3 separate regions of the Mus musculus genome follow, and regions 1 and 3 are each linked to region 2. A link is a contact called in public Hi-C data. All regions are on one chromosome and are shown on one strand. Each heading gives the region's core, a stretch centred on a gene start, on an enhancer-like site or on the middle of the called end of the contact. The rest is flanking DNA. Distances are from core to core; before and after follow the strand shown. Region 1 overlaps Plcb1 (phospholipase C, beta 1). Region 2 overlaps Plcb1 (phospholipase C, beta 1). Region 3 overlaps Plcb1 (phospholipase C, beta 1).

Region 1 (3,348 bases), core at 78-2,577, 130 kb before region 2:
ACAGCGGAGTATCCAATATGAGTTAGTGTTCCAATACCTAGCACCTTACAAAACCAACTAACTTAATAAGGGCATTGAAAAAAGAACACAAACCCCAAATGTCTTGTTTTTTTTTTAAATATATTTTTCCATTTGAGACAATTGAGTAATAAAACTTTGGCCCAAATGTCCATAAAACGCTAATCCACAGCTCAAGTGCCTTGTAGAATTAGCAGTATTGAAACGTAAGTCTTTGCAGGAGAGTGTTAGTTCTGCCAGATATCAACAAAGTGTACAAGTTCTTACTCAAGGCAGGTGAAACTGCCAAGATTATAATTGCTTGAAACTGTAAGTAGGCAAAGAAATTAATGTTGCTGAATAGCGTTCCCCGAGAGCTGGCAAATTTACTCGAGACTGGATATCATCTGGAAAGCAGGAGAAAAAACTCCATGCAATATGGTTAGCTTTTCCTGAAACCCCTGAGTGGTCATGGCTAACATGGTAAATATTTAATTCCATCACTTGCAGTTAGCCTTTGCCCTCAGTGTTTCACTTTAACAGCTCAGAGAGTTTAGGCAAACATTCAGACTCCCTTTGCCTGCCTGGTGTTCTTGCAGGCTTAGCAGGCTGCCTTGGTCCAGAATCAGAGGAAACAGGGTAAGCAAGACTTGGAGACAAGAAATTTAATGGGAGTGGAAAAGGACAAAATAAGAGCTGAACATGACCTTCAAGGATAAGAAGGATTCCACACACCCCTTTTTGTTATATGAGAGACTACAGTCTGAAACAGAAAAGGGGGAGCTTATATCTAATGACTCTGGGAAGAGGGAGATATTTCTTTCTCTTTGAAGAAGAAATCCAGTGCCCTGACAAATGTTCTTAGCCTGTCAATAACCCGAGTTTGCCTGATAGACCTTCTGGTTTCCAGGATAATTTTCTCCAGTTGAATGTCATGATCAGCAAGGTACGGTGACTCTTTAGTATTTAGGCGAAACGAGTTCTGAGAGTTTCTCATTAGGCTGGGACACAAGAGACCTGCAGGAGCATTGGAAGCAGTGAAGCAACAGTTACACTGGCCATCCGGAAGAGCATCCCGGAGCCCAGCACATGATATGAGCCATCCATCCCTGAGCTAGTTGGTACATCTTGGGACAGCTGCTATATAGCACATTTTTCAAAGACATAAACGGCACTGGTCTCTGCTGTTGCATTTTCTGATCCGAAAAAAATGTGTTGCATTCTGCTTTAAAGAAAAGTCATGCTGGAGTAGAGGTTAAGCACCCTCTCAAACACTTCAAAATTCTACAAAGAGCAAGGGTCACCTCCAAATCACTGTACCTTGTCCACAGAAGGCACCAACTAAGCAGCGAACTGGCACTGTGGGTATAGATCAGGGACTCACGTTCCTCCTGAGGGCACAATCCAATCCCTCATTTGTAATTATGTGTTTCTGCCAAGAATACAATATAGATTAATCACAGACTTAGGGCATCAACTAGATCATCAGCTAGTGGCCTTAGAATTTGACTGTCTTCAGCTCCCTAGCCAAGTATAAGTGGCAACTGAGAAAAACCTAGGTCCTGCTAAGAGCAAACAGTGACTCTAGAGTCATAGAAATATTTGCTTATTACCCGAGGTCCTTTCAAATCATCAAGCCAGCCAGCATCTGAGAAGTGACATGTGCATTTAATAGAGATTAAACCTAGCCTCACACTGAGAAACAAGATCTATCAACTGTCACTCAATCAAACACAGTTAAGTACGTCTCTCCTCTCATTTCTAAAAAGGAAGATAGATCACAGTGAAATTCAAATGGTACGCTTTCTAACTCAATCAAGCTCCCACTGATTGCAGAAAACTATAAATGAATGCAATGCTTTCTAGACCAGACATAGTCTCAGAGGGATCCTGAGGCTCGCAAATATGCACTGTAACAGAATAGATATACCCACTCAAATATCTAACATTGTAGATGAAACTGCTGTAAGACCAATAAAGGCCAATTCACTTTTATCTGTTTTCAGGGTTTTTTTTTTAATAATTGACTTCATAACAAAGTATTTTACTTTTACAAGTGTTGATGTGGTACAAATATAGATATTTTAGTATACATTTGTGAATTTTGATAGAAGCACTCACATTATGCACACCCTACTAACATGTGGGTTATCTGCATGACCTGGAGGGCCCCCATGTTCTTAGTCAATCTCGGGCCTGAAGCAACCAGGATTTCTTTAGATACTACAGATTAATTTTGTTTGTTTCCAAATTCATGCAAATATAAGATGTATAAGCTTACCTCCTCAGCATCATGTTTTAGAAGGACACCCAAGGCTGTAAATATCAGACTTCACTCTTTCATGTTGCTACATAGGATTCCTTGGGGGCAGATGTAGAATCACAAATTTTAAGCTTTGGTTCGGCTACTTGAAGCTGATTAAAATGCTAATATAATAATGTGCATCGTTTCTTTCAAAACAACATTATTTTAAATTTCAAATATAGTTTAAAAGAAGGAAGGAAGGTTGGAAGGAAGCAAGGAAGGAAGAAAGGAAGGAAGACAATATGCTACAGACCTACAATAAACATTTTATCTTTAGGGCCTTTTGCTGGCCTCAGAAGCCCAACAACCTGCCTTGATCTCTTAGACACAGCAGCCACAATACAACCTGAAGAATAATTCCCTGGGTGCTTTATTTCTGGCAAACTCCCTTAACTGGTTAGTGTGATAATCCCTTTCTTAGAAGAACACTTAGCACTGGAAATGTGTGAGGCAAACACAAAAATCCAAGTCCCAGTTTCATATGCAAATCAGCACCATGGAAACCAGGGCAACACTGCTGGGCTCAGGGCAACTGGTGGGGAACAGATGCACTATGAATCAAAAGCTGAAGAAAAGTGTTGTCAACAGGATTATGGACCCAGCCTGCTACTCACTCTGTGGCCTCTTTTAATTCTCAACTAAGAGTCTGCAGCTTGACACTTCTCTGGACTACTAGATCATCCTGGGGCTTCTAAGTTTCATTTGTGACCCCAACTAGCAAACCCTTGCTTATTTACAACACAGATATCCAAGTGTATCACTCAGCGATCTTACAGTTACAGTAAACATAATTTTAGAAGTCTTAAAAGTGTATACATATCTATCCAAATAACAAAGTAAATGTGTTTCTGTGTCAGGTACATGACTGTAGGAATACTTTTTATCCCCAGTTCTCTTTGTGTGATCATAATCACCTCTGAATGTCATTATGAAATTCAACACTACATCTGATGATAGAAATGGATGTCTTAATCTAGGGCACAGTGGCTCTACCTGCAAAGGTGTGCATAGACTTCTAGGGTGATTAACATGTTCTTCTTTTGGTG
Region 2 (3,388 bases), core at 542-3,041:
AGTGGCTCAATTCTGTAATGCTGCATGTCTATGACGAGGCTGAAGACAGAGATACAGTTGGCCAGAGGCTCACAGGCCAGCTAGCCCAGAGTACTATCCCAGAGAGACGCTGGGCTTCAGCAAGGTAAAACGTTGAGAATCACCTCCTGAATGTTGTTCTCTAATCTCCACAAATTCATCTTGGCAAGCATACACATATGCACATGAACACACACATACACACACACACACACACACACACTAATAAATATAAATATGGGCTTAAATGTAGGTTTATGTTGACATGTATTTATTAAGTAAAACAGATATAACATAAATTTTAGCACTGGTAAGTTTGCAGCTGTGTGTCACTGTAGTCAAATGCACATACACGTATATTACTGTACCAGTGTCCACAGTGGCAGAAACACGTCACCATCCCTAACAGAAATGCCACAATAGTTTAAACATCACTTTCTAGTCCTGCCTTCCACAGCTCTAATAACTACAATTCTACTTCCTGTCTCAAAAAAAAAAAAGATTATTCTATGTTATAAATGAAAGCATACAAAGGATCCTTTCCACCTGGCTTATTTTTCACTTTGCAAAATGCTCTCCATGTACATTCATGCTACAGCATGTGGACCAGCCTTTCTCTCTGAGGCTCTGTATCATAGATGCACCATGTTTGACTATCTACTCATCTTTCGGTGGACATTTGGGTAACTTGCTTTGGTAGCTGCCAATAATGTTACTGTAGACAAAGAAGCAGGGACATCTCTTTGAGACTTTACTTTCAATTATTTTCAGTAGATATTGAACAGAGGAATTTCTGGCTCATGTAGTAGGTCTATATTAAATATTTTGAAGCAACCACAATCCTATCTTATTCTGATATTCTTTAGGCATTCATTTTGACCACTTCTTTAAAACTGTATTTATTTTATGTGTATGGGTGTTTAGTCTTTACACACATCTGTGAGCCACTTGCATATCTATTGTTCACAGAGGTCAGAAAACAATGATGGGTATACTAGGACTGGTGTTCCAACAGTTATCAGCAAATATGCAGGTGCAGGTGCAAGTGCTGGAAACCAAACTGGAATAGCGGTCTGTGCTCTCAACCACTGAGCTACCTGTCCAGTCTCTTCCCACACATTCTTAACCTACAGCTTGAAAAATTATTTAAAAGAATTGCACAGTTGCATAGAACTTCATAAGGAGTGGAAAACTTAAACTTTAAGTGTCAAAAAAAGAAGACACTTGGAAATAAAATTTTGATCTTAAAATGCAGGAATAATTCGAAGACGTTTTAGGCTTCTGTGAGATTACGCACTTGACAGCTCACAGAAGCATTTGCAGCCATCTTCTATCATCTGTTCTTCCTAAGGTGAGCAAAATGAAAATACTGTCGAGCTGCACACAGCACCTCCTCCAGCTTCCTGACCAACCAGAACTAATGTACAGGTGCGAGCTTCACACAGCATGCCCCCTAACTTACAGACCAACTTGAACTAACCTGTAAGTATGAATTATCATTTTCATGTCACCTCCTCTTCTTATCAGAGCAATGAACAAGATCCCATTAAAAAGATCTTGGTGACAATTCTCTGCAAGAATCTACAAAAACCAAGCATTAAAGTGAAAAGATCAAAGTCTATTAAATTTTTATTGTGGTCTCTGTGTATTAAGTCCCTTTGCTTCAATTGTATACTGCCAATTCTAGTGTATTTGTTCTCCTTCCTGCCCCCATACTTGGGTACAGGTCCTCAGTCAGTGATCATTTGTCTTGGCCTCATGCCCCCTTCCTTCATAATCAAACATTCCAGGACCAACTGGAATTCAGCATTCTTGGCATTCAAGGCCTGGTCTGACTCAGAAATACACAAATTGTCATTTCCAGTTTCATTTGCTACGGAGCTGTAAAAGTCTGTATTCTCTCCATATCAAACTAGCTACTCAGCCAAGATGCTACATATTAACTGTCAGAATATGTGCCTAGGAGTGATGTCTGAAATACAGTCATCCTCTCACTCCCAGGGCTGTGATTCTTAGATCAGTTGGCTACTCTAGAATTGAGCCAACCCTCACAGGGGATCTTAGTTTGTTTACTAAAGGATTTCTGTTATAGTTTGTTTTCTATCACTGTGATAAAATGCCTAAAGCAACTTGGAGAGGAAAGGGTGTTTGTTTGTTTGTTTGTTTAGCTTGTAGGCTACAGCCTATTATTGGGGAATCCGTGACAAAAACTGAAGGCTGGAACTTAGAAGTAGGAAAAGAAGCTGAAGACAGGAAAGAATGCTGTTTAAGGACTTTCCCTGCATGGCTCTTTCAACTTGTTTTGCTATACAATGCAGGACCTCCCCCATCCCAAAGGTGCAACTCCACACAGTATGCTAGGCTTTCTGAAAACAATCTTTAATTAAGAAAATGTCCCACAGGTTTGCCCACATTCCAATCAAATACAAGCATTTTCTCAGTTGAGGCTCTTTCTTTCCAGATGACTCCAGAATCCGTCCAACATCTAGCTCGCCTCTTTAAAAAATCCTAACCAACACAAAAGGTTTTGTGTTTTTTTCTTTCTTCATCAATATCAATAGCATGGTAATTCCATAAGATGATAGTTTTGAAATTTTCAGGTACAACGAAAGTACTGAGTTCTTAAAATGGATTGCAGGACCCATTCCATGGAGTTAAGTAAAAAAGGAGGGAACTTTTTTGCTATGTGTAGGATAGAGTCTGGGAATTCACACTTCTAATAAGCCAACAGAGGTGATGATTCTGCTGGGCCAGAGTTATACTTTTGAGATCCACAATAGTGAGGCTGTGAGTCAGGAAGGCAATAACAACCTAGGGTTATACTCCTCAGGCATTCCCTACTATATGAGAGACACGTCTCTGGCCTTGAACTCACCAAGTAGATCAAGCTGGACTGCTAGTGTGCCCATGGATCTACCTGTATCTGTCATGCACATACGTATATATTCATACACACATAAAAAATCTCATGTGATCCTAATATATTTCTATGGGACAGTGAAACTACAAACACTGATGGCAACAGCAAGGAAACTCAGTTTTCTTTTCTGTCAATCTCATCTGGAGATTTTCCGTGTTGGCAAGCTACTCTTTACCTGACTCAGGTAGGCTACAGGCTGATCTGTGTTTTCTCCCCTGCAAGATGCTGAAGAACTCTAAGCATGCCCTTATTGGGAGATAGTTTCTTTAAAGATATGGTTAAGTCAAGAAGTCTTCAGGGTGGGTGCTAATCCAAGTATCCTTAGAAGAAGAAGAACCTGGGGCACAGACACAACCTGAAAGAGACAGAGAGGAAAACAGCTACCCATGCCAAGAAAAGAGGCCTGGAACAAACTTTTCCCTCTGGCTCTGAGAAGAAAATAAGCTTTCT
Region 3 (3,103 bases), core at 326-2,825, 160 kb before region 2:
GCATTTCAGAAATTTGTAACTAGCATAAATATGTTATTCACAAGAATGGAGGCCAGACAAAAGGAAAAGCCATCCAGATATTGCTCTACCTAGGGATTCATCCAGTCGGCAGACATCAAACGCCCGACACTATTGCTGATGCTAAGAAATACTGACAGGAGCCTGGTATGGCTTCCCCTGAGAAGCTCTGCCAGCACCTGACTAAGACTGATGCAGATGCTCACAGCCAACCCTCAGACTGAACCCAAGGACCCCAGTGGGAGAGCTAGGAGAAGAACTGAAGGAGCTGAAGGGGATTGCAACCCCATAGAAAGAGCATTATCAACTAATGGGACTAGCCACAGCTCCCAGGGACTAAACCACCAACCAAACTGGAGGACTCCAGGACTCCAGCTACATATGTAATAGAGGATGGCCTTATCTAGCATCAAGAAGAAGGAAGGCCCTTGGTCCTGTGGAGGCTTGATACCCCAGTTAAAGGGAATACTAGAGCAGTGAGGCGGGATTGGGTGAATGGGTGGAAGAGCACCCTCATAGAGGCAAATGGGAAGGGGATGGAGTGGGAGGATTGTAGAGGGGATATCAGGAAGGGGGATAACAGTTGAGATGTAAACAAAGAAAATGATAAAGAAGAGGAAAGGGAAGGGAAGGGAAAGGGAAAGGGGAAGGGGAAGGGGAAGGGGAAGGGGAAGGGGAAGGGGAAGGGGAAGGGGAAGGGGAAAGGGGAAGGGAAAGGGGAAGGGGAAGGGGAAGGGGAAAGGGGAAGGGAAAGGGGAAGGGAAAGGGAAGGGAAGGGGAAGGGAAAGGGGAAGGGGAAGGGGAAGGGGAAAGGGGAAGGGAAAGGGGAAGGGAAAGGGAAGGGAAGGGGAAGGGAAAGAGGAAGGGGAAGGGGAAGGGGAAGGGAAAGGGAAAGGGGAAGGAAAGGAAAGGAAAGGAAAGGAAAGGAAAGGAAAGGAAAGGAAAGGAAAGGAAAGGAAAGGAAAGGAAAGGAAAGGAAAGGAAAAAAAAAGGAAAAAAGAACCGTGGACAGAAAATTCTAGAGCATGTTGCCAGCAAATTTACTGCTTGTTGAAGTTGTTATCCCTGCTGTCAATACAGCACCTCTCATGCTCCCTTCTTACAGGGAAGGCTTACACATAGTTAGTTCTTCCCAGCCCTTTTAAAAATCACTAATTCCCAGGAGAGTCTTTTACTAGGATTATACATTAAGAGACTTGGACTCAGGATGGAGGTCTGTTCTACTCATTTATAAGAAGAAAGTCAGAAAATACCATGATGGAAAGACTCATACTCAGCCTTTGCTGAGCTCCTGTTTTGTGTTAGATCCTGAGCTGAGTCCTTTGTAGACATTAAGTCACTCCTAGGGCCTTGGTACAGGCAAACAGAGGCCGGGAGCTGTCAGTGTACACCTATTTAGGGAGATATGTTGTAACTAGGAAGCTTCGAGGATATGTGGATCAACCAAGAAAATTACCAAATGCAGAAGAGAGTTTGTGAAGCAACAAGAGTCTAGTGTGGGTGTTCAGCAAGAGATCAAGGTGCAGGTGGTCTGAAAACCAGTCCAGGAATTAATTTTGTAATACAGCCAGCGGTGATGGTGTAACTCTTAATGGAAGGTTGGCAGAAGTTGCTGGTGGAGGAGTTCAAGCAGTAAATATGCCTGTCCTGCTGTCTGCAGAAGGACCCATTACCTTTCTAGCACCATCCCCGCCAGCCTCATCCTGGTGACCTCTCCCAACATCTTGATAAGAGACGGTGGAAGTGATCAGGACTGTGATTACAACCACTCTTATTCTCTCATGAACACCTGATGAATCTATACAGTGACACTAACATTTCAGAAAGCTGGGAGATTCTGGTAACTTTAACAGGCACATGCCCTGTGATTCAACAAGCCCATGCCTATGTAATTGCTTGAGAAAGAAGACAACACATCCACATTGGACCAGTGCTAAGATTGATAATGGCAGCTTTAGTCACACTAACCCCAAACTGCAAACAACTGAAGCATCCCTCACCAAAAGAAAGACAAGCACACTGTAGTAAAATCATATAAGGAGTGCTACATGGCAATAAAAATGAGCAATGCAACTTGGCAGTAACCAGAATGAAATTTAAGACCACTGTGTTGAGTGACAAACAAAAACGATGACCAAGACATTGATTCAACTCGGTTGACAAGCGAGAACACCCAGATGCTGGGTAGGTCACGGATCTTCACTCTTTCTAGGTGTCTTCTAAGTGGAGGGCTGAGAGGTGCTGAATGCAGAGGCACACAAGAATTTTCTGGAAGGCTGAAAATGTTCTGTGAGGAGCTACATTACAGTTACACAGCTGTATGCTACTGTTCACATTCACTGAATGATACATTTGAGATGTGCACATTCATTTAGATAAGTTATATCAAGCAGAGCCACTAGCATACAAGAAAAGACTCAATTCTTTTCTGACAACTGGGTAAAAACAATGCAAACCCAGCTCTCTTTATCAGAGACTTCTAAGTTAGTTATCCCTGTCCCAGATGGTCATCTCCTTTCATACATCACAAAACATAGAATTACTCAACAGGTTCTGCACTTTCTACTTTAGAATTCTCCCGGAGTCAGACCACTGTAGTACTTCATTCTTGTAAGACAGTACAGTATTAATAAAAGAATGTATACTACTAACTTAGCAAAATTATTAGGATGGTACAGTACTGCTGACAGAATACAGACCTATGGAGAAAAGCAACAGTACTTGAAATTTCTTTATGAGTGAACCCATAAGTAATTAACATACCTTTCAGGTATAAGCATGTGTTCAGCTATATGAGAACCATGGATGTTCATTGACTGTCAGGACATGACAGATTTAAGCATGTGGAAAATAGAAAACCTGCATCATAACTTTTAGACCTACAAATCCCTGGGAAGTTTGGCCACGTCTCTCAATCCTGAACCCTCCAGTATCCATAGCTGTCTTCTCAGAAAACACAGTTGCTCTCAGGAACCTTCTTGGCACTAGCCATTCCTCATTGCTCAGCCTCCTGTCCAACTTCCAGCAAGAGACACAGTCTGCGGGAATGGGAAGACCTTGCTGGGAGAAGAATATGACCTCAGGA

The links. Hi-C and Micro-C count contacts between places; a contact is called where the count stands out from the background.
Region 1: a Hi-C map of liver shows a contact between it and region 2, with 2.1 times the contacts expected there. The contact joins two enhancer-like sites. A contact is called at or near these places in 2 of 484 Hi-C or Micro-C datasets (both in liver) and 3 of 9 other capture datasets (adipose tissue, liver and pancreatic islet).
Region 3: a Hi-C map of liver shows a contact between it and region 2, with 3 times the contacts expected there. The contact joins two enhancer-like sites. A contact is called at or near these places in 2 of 484 Hi-C or Micro-C datasets (the N1E-115 cell line and liver) and 1 of 9 other capture datasets (pancreatic islet).

Annotation. Positions count from the first base shown.
Region 1 is chr2:134,929,145-134,932,492 of GRCm38.p6, reverse strand. The region is part of intron 2 of Plcb1 (phospholipase C, beta 1); the gene reads right to left. It overlaps Gm39941 (a long non-coding RNA gene), which reads right to left. Exons shown (of 2, transcript XR_866761.2): 1 at 2,279-3,348; 2 at 1-1,429. Among named protein-coding and RNA genes, the nearest start is that of Gm39941, 13 kb to the right of the region's middle. Within about 2 kb of position 1,327, at least 16 of the 459 cell types and tissues checked have an H3K27ac peak or open chromatin away from gene starts, as enhancers often do. A contact at or near this core is called in liver, where this site is marked.
Region 2 is chr2:134,798,869-134,802,256 of GRCm38.p6, reverse strand. The region is part of intron 1 of Plcb1 (phospholipase C, beta 1); the gene reads right to left. It also overlaps the pseudogene Gm14036. Among named protein-coding and RNA genes, the nearest start is that of Plcb1, 14 kb to the right of the region's middle. Within about 2 kb of position 1,791, at least 7 of the 459 cell types and tissues checked have an H3K27ac peak or open chromatin away from gene starts, as enhancers often do. A contact at or near this core is called in liver, where this site is marked.
Region 3 is chr2:134,955,068-134,958,170 of GRCm38.p6, reverse strand. All of the region lies in intron 2 of Plcb1 (phospholipase C, beta 1), which reads right to left. Among named protein-coding and RNA genes, the nearest start is that of Gm39941, 39 kb to the right of the region's middle. Within about 2 kb of position 1,575, at least 2 of the 459 cell types and tissues checked have an H3K27ac peak or open chromatin away from gene starts, as enhancers often do. A contact at or near this core is called in liver, where this site is marked.